Regions from separate parts of the Mus musculus genome. Here region 2 is linked to region 1. The links are chromatin contacts, called in public HiChIP or PLAC-seq maps. All regions are on one chromosome and are shown on one strand. Each heading gives the region's core, a stretch centred on a gene start, on an enhancer-like site or on the middle of the called end of the contact. The rest is flanking DNA. Distances are from core to core; before and after follow the strand shown.

Evidence for each region. HiChIP or PLAC-seq counts read pairs in DNA pulled down with a chosen protein or histone mark.
Region 2: a contact with region 1 is called in an H3K27ac HiChIP or PLAC-seq map of embryonic stem cells, with 5 read pairs. The contact joins the promoter of 4933411E08Rik here to the enhancer-like site in region 1. A contact is called at or near these places in 3 of 484 Hi-C or Micro-C datasets (the AtT-20 cell line, the G1E-ER4 cell line and natural killer cells), 2 of 115 datasets of contacts at active chromatin or transcription factors (embryonic stem cells and large pre-B cells) and 2 of 9 other capture datasets (adipose tissue and liver).

What each region holds. Positions count from the first base shown.
Region 1 is chr10:117,806,704-117,813,613 of GRCm38.p6, forward strand. No RefSeq gene overlaps it. Among named protein-coding and RNA genes, the nearest start is that of Nup107, 17 kb to the left of the region's middle. Within about 2 kb of position 4,093, at least 28 of the 459 cell types and tissues checked have an H3K27ac peak or open chromatin away from gene starts, as enhancers often do. A contact at or near this core is called in embryonic stem cells, where this site is marked.
Region 2 is chr10:117,922,446-117,929,355 of GRCm38.p6, forward strand. 4933411E08Rik (RIKEN cDNA 4933411E08 gene) reads left to right here and starts at 3,014. Exons shown (of 4, transcript NR_045342.1): 1 at 3,014-3,245; 2 at 4,302-4,366.

The DNA.
Region 1 (6,910 bases), core at 2,843-5,342:
GTTTCTCTGATTCACACTTCCATTAGCAATGGCTTCTTCTTCTTCTTCTTCTTCTTCTTTTTTTTTTTTTTTTTTTTTTTTTGTTTTTTTGAGACAGGGTTCCTCTGTATAGCCCCGGCTGTCCTGGAACTCACTCTGTAGACCAGGCTGGCCTTGAACTCAGAGGTCCACCTGCCTCTGCCTCCCAAGTGCTGGGATTAAAGTTGTGTGCCACCACGCCTGGCTAGCAATGGCTTCTTATGTTTTAACCTTGGGACTCTCCTTGTAGTTTTTCATCCATGTTAAACTCTTCGAGTATTTACGTTGATTTACATTTCTGTGGCTATTGGCTAAAACACCCATTTATGGGCCAATCGAATTTGTTTTGCGTTTCTATTTTCTTATGCTCCCTTATGTGTAAGAGCGCGCTTTCCTGCATGTACTCAATGTGTGTACCTGGGGCCCAAATGAGGCCAAAAGATGTTAGGTCCCCTCCATCTGGAGTTATAGACGTGTGGGTTGTCATATAAGCACAGAGATTTGAAAATGCATCCTCTGGGTGCTCTTAGCTGCTAGCCTGGTTTGTGTTTTCAGACAGGGTCTACATAGTCCAGATTGAAGCTATAATGTCCAGGCTCTCTTAGCCTCCCCAGGGCTATTATCAGCTGTATAATCCTACAACTGATTTAACTCTGTTGCTATCAAATGTGTAGCCATCTTATACATATTTCTTTTGAATTGTTTCTTGACAGCTTTTACTCTGTGTGTGGTAATCAGAGGACGATTCTGCTCTACTCCAGGAGTCCAGGGAGGGGCTCCTCCCCTTGCTGGTGTCTGCTCCACTGGGGCAGACAGTTCTCCCATCCTCTCTGACATCAGAATCTAGCTTCTTAGCCAGGCTAACCTGAGCACTCACGAGGCAGAGGCAGGTGGCTCTCTTGAGTTCCAAGTCAGCATTGCCTACAGAGCAGCCAGGGCTACACAGACAAACAGAACCCAGCTCCTTCAGTCTTTCACACATACTGAGGACCAATGATGTCCCAGGGATCTCCAGGTCATCAGGATCACATCAGGGCTGCTGAGACATGCAGCTTTCCCATCTGAGTGGCCACGGGGTTCTGGAAGCCTGTCCAGCAGAAAGCTAGTCCTTGTAGGAGGTAGTCCCCTGGCTCTGTTGAGCACACCGGCCTAATATGACCTCTGAAACACCTGTCATCGCCAACTGTTTCTCTAAGGATACCAACACAGATTCATCAAAAAATCTAGTTCCTAAAACTACCTTTCCTTTCCAGAGTACAATAAAGCAGTTACAACACTGATGGCTAATTCCACTGTTGTAGAATGAGGTTTAGGACTAAGCTTAAAACACCACCACCACCACTACCACTACCACCTAACCTTCCCTATAGCTACCTTAGGAAGATGGACATCGTGCAATTGACAATCCTGACAGGCAGGGAAGGCGACATTGAAAATATGTCAACCTTCCAGGGCCGACATGCTTGATACATTATTATATTCACCCTGTTTGAATGACATCCTGAGGGCAACCAAGTCGGTGCTTGTCACCAGCCACATCCTGTCTAGATGCTCTGACTAGAATGTCCTGTACAGGTTCAGGGTGAGTGGGCAGGCGCCACTTCCTCCTCTCAGTAAGTCCTTTAAATACGGGCACCATACAATTAGTAGCATGTTAGTGGCTGACAGTATTAAAGTCTCTAATTGATTTCTTTTTTTTAAAATCATGGTCTCACTCTGTAGCCCAGACTGAGATCAGCCTGCTTCTGCAGGGCTAGGATTGAAGGTGCGCACCAACACATCTGACTCCTGTTTAAACTTTATTAGACCCATGCTATGCCGGAGTCTACAGATTAAGGAAAGCAGCAAAAAAATATTTTTTTTTCTAGAATAACTGTTGATATTTGAATCAAACCTTTGGTGATACACACTATTACTTGGTGGGTTCGAAGTTCATTTTCAAGATGTGATTATAAAAGCAGAAATCCCAGCCCTAATGTTGGATGCATAGCCCACCCCCAATCAGCGGGCTGAATTAATCTGAACTTGTTCAAATATTCATGGTGTTAGGGATCAAACCCAAGGGCTCAAACAAGCTGGGAAAGCGCTTTATTAATGAACTTCACATAGCCCACCAGAGGTCATTTAATTATCATTTCCCCCAGCTTGAGGACAATTTTATCAGCTTAAGAGAAAAATACAGTACAGAGAAATGGAGGAAAACCACATGTGTTTTATGTTAGGCATGGAATAATTATTAAGGAAGAAAAGCATATTGAGAATGGAAGTGGGCTGTATACTGAGGGAAGAGCCCCAAAGCCGAGGTCATTTAATCCTTTTTGGAGTATGTACTAAGCATCAGCCCTACTGTTTCAGGCAAAGGCTCTATCAAGGAGCCACGCCCATAGCTCCTTTTCTCCCCTGAGACAGGTCTCTTAGTCAGGGCAGGTATCCTTCTGTTTCCTCCTCCTGAGCACTAAAATTTTAGGTGTGTGTCACCATACCCACTTTACCCCTCATTTCTTGAAATGAGCCCCGACCCAGGCAGCAGGACAAGGCAGAATTAAGATTGCTGTAAACACCTTTCAGGCACCTTTCCTTTATTGTGGACTGTCTCGTGGAGCGGTGACTCACGGATGTCTCACCTAATCCCAGATTTGCTCAGAATCCCCACAGAGCACTTTAAATCCAAGACTGCGGGAGGTGCTTCTGACCGTTACAGAGGTCTGCTGACTTAGACTCTGGCAGACAATGGCCCCCCAAAGGTTACACTGACACCCCCAACCCCCAAAACCTTTGATGCTACAATCAACTGAAAAAAAAGGGGGCACCTGCAGATGCAATTAAAGGTTTGGCAAATAACACTGGGTTATCCAGATGGGCTCTGAATACCATCACAAGTATCTTTAAATGCCAAAGAACGGGCTTGCTTCTGGCGTCTCTAGCAAGTGTGCAGTCCTGTTTTGATTTGGGGATGTGAGCAGGAACCTCTATAGCTTAAACCACCACATCTGTTAGAACACTCTGTTTAGGACACAAATGCTTCCCCAGAGAATTAGATAAATAGAGCTACAGCTCATTACAAAAACAGTTAATTTATCTTTAAAACATTTCTGGCCAAGTACTAAAGTATTGTTTAAGAAAAATGAGGGGGAAAAAAGTGTGGCCTTTATTGGGAAGCCATGTGACATTGGGAAGCCATGTCACACCTGGTGGTGGCCTGTACCCGTAGCCGTGGCCCAGCTATCAGCAGCTCTGGGGCACTCGGTAGAGATCCACAGAGGCCTGGTGCCTTGGATCAGCTGTCAGTCCCCATCAGGAGGTGTGAATGAGAGCAGAAACAGTGAGGGGCGTATGGTGGGAGATGATGACCACCCTCTGCCTCCAATCTTTAATCCAACCCTGTCCATCCCAAGTCTGCTTCTACCAGGCTTTCATGCTCAGTTCTTATGGAAGCAAATGTCACCCATACCTATTAGTAAGGGCAACTGGTCAAACGTGGCTCTCTGGGGAAGAAGACAGCCATCACTCAACATAAACCCACCCTTCCCCAAGGTGTTTTTTTTTTCTCCTTAAATGTATCCCAACAACAACTTCTTGTCAGCTTCTCTAGATTATCTTCATCGGTGCCCAATCCCTTTGTTCCTCACCAACCTCAGACATTTTTTCCCCCAAGCCTTGGCATCTAAGTTGTTCTAGTGGTTCTCAACCTGTGGGTCTCGACCCCGTCTGACAAACCTCTACCTCCAAAAATATTTACATTACGAATTGAATCGTCGACAGTAACAAAATCGTAAGTAGTAAGGAAAATGACTTTGTTCTTGGGCGGAGTCCCTATACCATGAGGAACCGTGGTAAAGGGCCGCAGCGTCAGCAGGGTTGAGGACCAACTGGTTAACTGCTAACCAATTCTCTAGTCACTCTTACCAACTGGTTAACGGCTAACTAGTTCTCTAGTCACTCTTACGGTTTTTGGGTTTTTCCTTTTACCCGAGCAATACGCCCAAATCACTTAAGGGGTTAAGTCTAGCTCAGCAGTTCCTCAGCATGCCTGGAATTCACTGCCTTCGCCTCTCCCACTGTGGAGGGACTCATTAAGTCTTCGGAAGACGTGACTTCTTTGCCTTATCACTTCTTCCCCAGCCCTGGAGCACATTGCAGGGTTGACAGTGATAGTTTCTTGTTCTGAAATCATTCCTCATAAGGGACGCAGACTACCACACCATAAACAGAAATCTGAATGGGCAACAGGCAGAAGACAAAACTCGAAAGACTTTTTGTTCTCTGCCTTATTTAAAAACTGCGGTGACCTTTTAACTTGGGTTGGTACATTACTCACACAGAAATCCTCTAAGGTAAGGGTGTTGTTTCTAGAAAAGTCAAATGCTGAAGAGCTAAAGGCTATAGATGGGCGTTACCACACTTCCCAACAACAGTGAGGGAGACGAGGCTAGCTTAGGTCCAGCAGAGATGAGGCTAACCTAGGTCTAACCAGCCATCAAGCCAAATAGTAACAGTTCTGCCCACTCTTCTCCAACAGATGAGAAGGCTGACAGCAAAGGAGAAAAAGCCTTTGAACTTGTCAAACTTGATAGCAGGTTTTGCTAAACTAACCACACCATCAAGATGGAAGGCTCTGTGCAGGTTCAACATACGGCCGGCAGAGCTTTGCTGGCTGCGCATCTCCACACAGGCAGAACACCTGCTTCATCTTCAGCACTGTGAATAGTGCCTGGAATACAGCAGGCGCTGGAGAGAACGGTGGCAATGAGGTAGGTATCTCAAATTCTAGATATAACCTCTAGTTCCTAAGATCAGCAACTTACAAGGTTCTAGATATAACCTCTAGTTCCTAAGATCAGCAACTTACAAGGTTGTAAGGGAAACAGGCTTAAAACATATAGGATACATAAAACCCCCCTGGAGTCAGAAAACAGATCCAGTTAGAACAGTCATTTTGTGTCTACTTTTGCAGAATGTAAACTACGGTCGGCCGGGCGTGGTGGGGTTTGCCTGTAGCCTCACCAGTCACCACTCAGCAAATGCGGCCAGGAAGAGGTCAAGGTCGTCTTTGACTACACAGCAGGTCTGAAATCAGCCTGGACTCAACAAGACCTTGTCTCAAAACCAAAGCTAAGCCAAGCGGTGGTGGCACACGCCTTTAATCCCAGCACTTGGGAGGCAGAGGCAGGTGGATTTCTGAGTTCTGAGTGGTCTATAGAGTGAGTTCCAGGACAGCCAGGGCTACACAGAGAAACCCTGTCTTGAAAAACAAATGAAAAAAACCCAACCAACCAACCAACAAAAATTCCCAACCAAACAAAAAAACCTAAAACAACAAAAATCCACCACCATCAAAACAGTAATAACAATAAAGACGGACTTGTATGGAGCTTCAGCAACTGTCAGCCTTGGCACCAGTCCCCATCCCCAACACACTTGTGCATTTTTCCTTCTCCAGTGAAAGGAGCACGTTCCACTCGCCATACCTACCGCTCATGCACGCGTTTGTCAGGTACGATGTACTATAAAGCTACAACTGATTTTAAAATTATAGGCACACTAACAGTTTAAGAGAGACAAACTGGTAACCCTTATTTTTTAGGCAGTAGGAATATTAACTATAAAGGGCATGCCCATTTCCCAGTACTTCTATCTCTATACAGGCTAGTCAAGTACCCTGGGTCACACCTCCAGCCTAGAGTTTTACACTCAATGAACACACATCCTGAAGGAGCTGGAAAGACGACTTATAGCAATGCCTTATGTTTGTAATCCACACCTAAGATGAGATGACTAAAAAAAACCAAAAACCTAACTTTGCAATGGAATTTTTAATGTCAATTTATGGTAAACAGTCTTAATGGGGGGGGGGGGGAAACTTGAACTGACATAGAAACCAAACAGCTGCCTAGGGACCAATGAGAAGGCTCAGCAGGAGGTGCAGTGCTTGCCAGGTAGCTGGGGTGACTGCATATAATCTCAGTGCAGGGGAGGTAGAGAGAGGACCTGGACAACGGGGATAGCTGGCTAGACCAGCAGAACCTGCAAGCTTTGGTTTCAGCTGAGAGATGGCGGCCTGATATGTAAGGTGGGAGTGACTTCAGAGGACACCTGATATAAATCTCTAGTCTCCACACATACTAGAACACAGCATGTGCACCCACACATGAAAGCATTACAAAGCATTACACACAACTCACATGTGCAAAAAAGCAAGAACAGTAAGTTTTTAACATTCTTACACAGATATGTGAAAAAGAGGGGAAAAAAAAGGAAATAGTTTTTCCCCCCGAGTCCAGCTTCTCCAACTCTCGGGACATGACAGGTCTCTCTGTCCCTTGTCCTTTTTTTTATCTTCCTATTATTCCATTCAGGGAAGTCCACCTACATGTTATTCCCATACCTCAGATGCACCTTCTACTTCTGTACAAGAGAAATGGTGTTTGCTATAAATATAAAGCGCAGCCCTTAGGATTACGCAGCAGGACGCTAGCGTTCACTCCTGCAAATGCTGTCAGCATCCTCATCTAGCACAAGACACAGTCAACACAGGTGGTGCAACCTTGCCACAACTTACAAGGCCCCGGGTTTGCTCAACTGTACCGGGTAACGCTGGGTGTGGATAGCTGGGGTCCCTCACTGTGGCTCTGCATCCCACATGGTGACTTACTATATTAGAGTGGTCACGCTGGGCTCCTGACCCTTGTCTGCAGCTCAGTGCTTTCCATCAGAGCCCGTCTTACCTAGGGCACAGCTGTGGCACATCTGATGTCTGCAGTTCTTTTATTCACTCTAACTGGGTTATCACGGCTAGTGGGTGTTAGTTTAGGATTTTACATGCATAGGGTAAGCCCCACAATACATCACCCAGCACAGAATGTCAAGTGTCCCAGGTTAGCAATCTTACAGG
Region 2 (6,910 bases), core at 1,764-4,263, 110 kb after region 1:
ATATAGCACTTTTGCACTTCTCCTTTTCCTTGGATCTACACTTTTGGACTCAAGATTCCATATCCTTTTTGCCTCAGTAGCTGGCAGCTGATCTCCATCCATGATCTGATTACAGGGATGTCTGGCTTTGGCCTAGCCAGCCACAACTCAAATCCAAATGCAAATAATTAAAAACATGAGAAAATTAGCTGGTTTATGCTGATATTATTGTTTTTTAAGAGTTGTTTATCTGCTAACTGTTGCAAAGGCCGTGGTTACCTTGCTTCTAAGCAATTCCTGGCAATTCAAGACTGCTGAAAAAAAATTGTTTAAGCAATAACTTGTTACATGGCCCAGGCTGACCTTGAATCCAAGTTCTCCCTGCCCTGGTTTGCCAGGTAGCTGGGATTGTAAGCATGTGCTTTAAAGAGAAGTGTCTAGGTTGCAACAAACAGGAGCAACCTAACACAGCACATTCTGTACCATCAGTTCAAAGAGGGTTCAAGACACTAAAGTGAACACATGAGTCTGCCATAGATTTTCTTTTTGATCTAGCCTCATAGGAAGGACATACTGGTAAAATCTGCATTGAGCGTTGTGAATTATTTTTTAAAAGAGACACTTATGAATAATCTATTCATTCGATATTTCAATATCAAAGGCAAGGCTGTTCACGAAGAAAGGATGTTGCAGCAGTTCTCATAATGTTCAATAGACATTAACATCAGTAACCTAAGGTTACAGAACTAATGTTTAATAGCCCCGAGTAATCTAGGAATCAAACCTAGAGACACTACAAAGGAAAATGCACATCAATAAATTCACTCCAAGTCTTGAGAGAGAGTTCATTGGGCAAAGCCCTTGCTATGCCAATATGAGGTCTGGAAATTTAGATCCCAGCATCCATACACATGCTGGTGGGCATGGTGGCCCATCTATCATCCAAGTGCATGGGAGGTAGGGACCAGAGATCCTTGGAGCAAGTTGGTCAGCTAGACTAGCAGACCTGGTGAGCTCTGAGTGGAAGTGAGAGATCTTGCTCCATAGCATAAGGGGAAGAGCAGTAGAAGAAGACATCTGATGTCAGTCTTGGGCATTGTGCGCACATGTAAACCCCTACACGTGTGAGTAGACATTCACACATTACACCACACACATGTAAAACCTCATTCATCGGAAGACTGGCACAGGCTTTGCAAGCATGAAGATCTGAGTTTAATCTCCAGAACTCAGGCAAAAATGTTTGGAGTGGTCACACACACACACACACACACACACACCACTCCAAAGTTGTTGTGAGTCACTCCTAAGGTTGTGAGTTCAGGTCACAACCACCTGTAACTCCAGCTCCAAATGGTAACAACCCTCAGTGCAGGGGAGGCAGAGACAAAGGGATCTCGGGGCTCTCTGGCCACTTACACTAATCTAGCGTGATCTTCATGCCAGTGGAGGGCATTGTCGTGAAGTAGACGAGGACCCATGGCTGACACTCCAGGTTAACTTCTGCTCCCACCTCCCCACACATATGCATGCATGCACACATATAGGACAATTTGTTTTTATTTTTTATTTTTTCATGAGAAGAATGGAAGGATTGGAAAACTGAGCCTGTTGGGGGTACTGCATGCCCTAGTTGAGAGGTGGTGGGGACTTTCTAGACTAGGAAGAAGATTGCATGTCTATCACCGACCGCCACAAAGCCTTATGACCAGGACGGTTGCCAAATTTCCCCATGCTCCAGGAGAGCAGTTATGTTTTCCCTCTGACACAAGAGGTTGGGATTCCCGCAGACACGCTAATCCTCAACTGCCTGGAAAAAACGGGCTAAGAATAGATATCTCAAGAAATAAATACATGGATGAAGTTAGAGAGATCTCGCTGTTTGTTACCAAAGGGAAGCCATGGCACCAGTGATGGCTTCCAGGGCTGGTGACTTGTGCGGTGACATAGTGTTCCTTATCCATAGGGGCTCGGCCCTTCACTTAAGGTTCTCCTGTTGCTATCTTGAAATTTCTCACAGGGTTTCCTTTTGTTGGGTTTTCAGGCTGAGTCTTACTATATAGCCCAGGCTAGCCTTGAACTTGAGGTCCTCCTAACACAGGTTCTAGAATGGCAGGATACCTGGCTCAAAAATCAAGGTGTTTTTTTTTTTTAAATTTAATTTAATTTTAATTTTAATTTTTATTTCTTTCAATGTGGTGGATGGGATCTGGTATCTCATACACAGAGTAGTCAAGTGTGCCACCACTGAGCTATGCCCGCAACACTCTAATATGAAAAGTGTTGTTGTTGTTGTGTTTGTGTGAAGGTGTGTGTATGCCATAGTACTCCATGGGTGGAGGTCTCAGGGAAGCTTTTAAGAGTTGATTCTCTCCTTCCACTGAAGGTTCTGGGGTTTGAACTCAAGGCTGTCAGACTTGTGCAGGCTGCAAGGGATTTGAATTGCTGAGCCATCTCACAGGCATTTAATAATTATCTTTTTTTAAAATAAGAAATCTTTTAATTTTCTTTGTCACTGAGCTCTGCAAAGGATAAATCAGATCGGGACGGCAAGACAGTTAGAAGTCTCCTAGGGATGGTCTTCTTTGAGAGAACGCTCATGGACTCAGGACCCCGTCTCAACATAAGCATTTCACAGTGTGAGCTTAGCACGATGCTACGAAGCAATTCCACAAAGATGAAGAAGAGTGTTTTTAGTACTAACGATGTACCTGGGAGAAAATGGCAGGGTTTTCTTTACGTAGTCAAGCAAGCGTTGGCAAGGAACACTATCAGCAACTCATGTATGTCAGACAATGGCGGGCCTTTACGTACTGCTATTGAGCATGCGCACTCTTCTCTAATCGGCTCACAGTCCCATTCTACAGTTGGGGGCTCCGGATACAGAGAGCAGAGCTAGGTATGGTTGAACACACTTGTAAGATCAGCACTGGGATAAGAGAATCTTGAGTTTGAGGCTAGCCTATGTCACAAAGGAAGTTACAGGCCAGCTTGGTGACCTATAAAAAAGGGGGTGGGGCTGAAGAAATGGCTCAGTAGTTAAGCGTGCTAACAGACTGTCTTAGTGTTTTGCTGCTGTGAACAGACACCATGACCAAGGCAACTCTTATTACGGCAGCATAAACTGGGGTTGGCTTTCAGGTTCAGAGATTTAGTGCAGTATCATCAAGGTGGGAGCATGGCAGCATCCAGGCAGGCATGGTGCAGGAGAAGCTGAGAGTTCAACATCTTTATCTGCAGGCCTCTAAGAGAAGACTAACTTCCAGGTATCTAGGACCAGGGTTTTAAAGTCCACGCCCACAGTGACACACCTATTCTAACAAGGCCACACCTCTTAATAGTGCTACTTCCTGGCCTAAGCATATACAAACCATCAGAGTGCCGCCGCCGTTAAAAGACTTGGGTTCAGTCCCCAGCACCCACACCAGGTGGCTCACAACTACCCGTGGCGCTTGTTCTAAAGGGGTTTCAAGGCCTTTCAGGGTACCAGCACATACATGCACGCTGTACATAAACTCACACGGGCACGCGCATACACATAAATTAACAAGTAACCACAAGTTTAAAACAGGAACAAAACACACACCACAAATCATACAGATAAGTGTCAGTGTTTACATCTACACCGAATCAGTGTGACCCCAGAATGGTGTGCTGTGTCCGTGCGGAGAGCTGGCGATTGAAACCAAGACCTTGCCTTTGGCTCTGTGCCACCGGGCTGTGTCTCCAGCCTCCACAGAGCATTTCCTGTGATGTTTCCCCTCCCTGCTAAACAGGGCAGTGCTACTGTTTCACTGTACCCCATTATTCTAGGTATTGCTGGTGATTTAGAAAGCCGAGGCGCTGGGGCCTTTTAAAGCTGTACATCAGCGTGCTCCCGGAAGCCGATAGCGTGCTCCCAGAAGCTTAGAGTGTGCTCCCGGAAGCCGGAAAGGCGCCACAGAACACACACCTTCTTTAAGTCAGAACATCAACCGTGCCTCTGTTGAAAAGGGGAAATTTGCCGGGCGTGGTGGTGCACGCCTTTAATCCCAGCACTCGGGAGGCAGAGGCAGGCGGATTCTGAGTTCGAGGCCAGCCTGGTCTACAAAGTGAGTTCCAGGACAGCCAGGGCTACACAGAGAAACCCTGTCGTCCCCCCCCCCCCCCGCCACTCCCCCCCCCCCAAAAAAAAACCCAAGAAAAAAGAAAAAGGGGGAAATTACTAAACACTTTAACATCTCATGAATATCATTCAGTTTCAGTTCAGAGGGTACCAAGCTTATATGCTACAGGCAGTGTGTTCCTCCTTGGAAATTTATGCTATACTTTATCCCTTTCAGGGAATCGGGGATTCAGTTCCTAGTTGCTGGATATGCCACAGGATCCTACAAGCCATTTTTAAAATGTAAGAGCCTTCCTTTGAGTTTATTTTCTAAAGATCTTTGCAGGCTCCGGAGCCCATGGGTTGAAAGGCTAGGATCTAGTGCGGTGGTTCTCAGCCTGTAGGTTGTGACTCCTTTGAGGCCAAGTATTAGATATCCCAAGTATCAGATATTTAAATTATGATTCATAACAGTAGCAGAATTACAGTTCTGAAGTAGCAACAAAATAATTTTATGGTTGGGAGTCACCACAACAGGAGGAACTGTATCAAAGGGTCCTAAAGTTAGGAAGGTTGACCCCTGCTAACATGCCAGGACTGATTTTCTGTGTATCTGAATATGTAACAGAGTGATACAAAAGAAATACTTTGTGGTGGCTGCCAAGAGACAAGGAGATGCCTCTTCCGGACACAGTGACAACCTCAGCATCTATACACATGAGTTGGACATTGAAAACTGCTATAGAATTGTGCACTTAAATGATCTCGGGGGTCATGACCTCCCTGAGCATCTGCATCCTTCCTGTGAGATGTGATTAATGACATTCACTGCCAAGGGTACTACAGAGATTCAACATGATTATATATAAGAAATGTGAAGCATAGACTACTATAGTATGTTCTTATTAAATCTTAACTATTATCATTCTATTTAAACTTTCCCAAATGTAGGTCTAGATAATTTCACAGTTATTTGGGGGGCCAGTATAAAGCCATTTTAATTATTTATTTATTCACCTAAAAAAAAAAAACATTTATTTTTACTTCATGCACATTGATGTTTTGCCAGCATACATGTCTGTGTGAGGGTGTTGGATCTCCTATTCTCCAAGAACTAGAGTTACAGTCAGTTGGGAGCCACTGTGGGGTTGCTGGGAATTGAACCTGGGTCCTCTGGAAGAGCAGCCAGTGCTCTTAAATGCCACGCCATCTCTCCAGCTTCGATTTATTTTTTAAAGACAGGGTCTTATATGACGCAATCTGGCCTTGAACTTGTTATCCTCCTGCCTCAACCCACAGATTCTAGGGTTACAGGCATGTCTACCATACACCATTTTTCTTTTCATCTATTCGTGTCTTGCATGTGTATGTAGTGTGAAGCTCTCTTATATGTGTGCATATGGGTGTGTAGACACGTGTGGGCATACAAGTGTAGACCCAAAGTCCATGCCCTTTACCTCATGTATCGGAGCAGGGTCTCTCACTGAGTCTGGAATTCAGAGTCCCAGCTTGTCCAGCAGGTCCTCTGTCTCGGCCTCCTGAGCGCTGGGATTGCAGGTGGCTGTCACACTGGACTGGCTTTTATGAGGGTTAGCACTCACACTTATAAAGCAAGCAGTTTATCCATAGAACCGTCTCTCCAGCCCCAATGTATTTATTTATCACGACATTTTCCTCGGCTAGGGCTGAGGATGAGTTGGTAGAGCAGTTGAGTAGCTTGTAAGAGGCCATCGGATCACTCCCAGTGCACTTGGGAGGTGCAAACCAGGGGATCAGAATTAGAGGCCACACTCAGGCGACGCGGTGAGTTTGAGGCTACCCTGGGCAGTGTAGGACACCGACTCCAAAGCCAACCAACCAAAACCTCAAATGAAAACAGACAAAATAAATAAATAAATAAACTAAGGGGCTGGTGAGATGGCTCAGTGGGTAAGAGCACCCGACTGCTCTTCCGAAGGTCCAGAGTTCAAATCCCAGCAACCACATGGTGGCTCACAACCATCCGTAACAAGATCTGACTCCCTCTTCTGGTGTGTCTGAAGACAGCTACAGTGTACTTACATATAATAATAAATAAATCTTTAAAAAAAATAAATAAACTAAGCCTCAAAATCCAAAACAAACCATAATACTTCTTCCTCTTTTCCCTTGCAGGCCCTACTTTGGTAGGCGAATGAGATGGGTCTTGGTTTTCACGGGCTGGCGATACTTTTCTGTATTCATTATGCATTTACAAAAGTAAGCCTTGGAAAGACAAATTGGTCTTTTTCCAAAGGTTCTTTTATACGGGGCTATTAGAAAAAGACATAAAAGAAATAAGGTTTATCCATTATTTAGGGCTTTGTGGCAGTGATTACATCATCTCAACCTGGCCATCAGTCCGCTCCAGAGCTCCCACTTCAGCAGGATTTGGGGGAGCAGGCTGAGCAGAGAGAGGCCAAGGAACCTGTCTTCTCCTGGGTCCTCTGCTCTTGCTGCCTTAGCAGGCTCCCCACCCTCTGCTCCTTTCCCATTGTCCCCTTTCCATCTGTCCACCAGTGTGCACAGCTAGTCTCTACCTTACGACCAAGAAATAAAGCGAACCATTTCTTCCTCTAACCTCAAACCTGTTGCTCCCTTGGAACACGGTCTTTCCTCCCCCCCCCCCCCCCACTGCTAAACTTGTGGTAGAAGTGCTCGTTATCTCCCCCAAACTCCTGCTCTTCCCTACTTCCTTCCCTCTGCCACGATTTTCTAGAACTTGCTGACTCTCCTCAGCAGGGGGCTGGATCTGCTGGCTTTCATTCTTGCTTTGAAATTGTGACATTGCTGAAACCTTGGCAGCCTCTAAGACTTTAGGGTCATTAT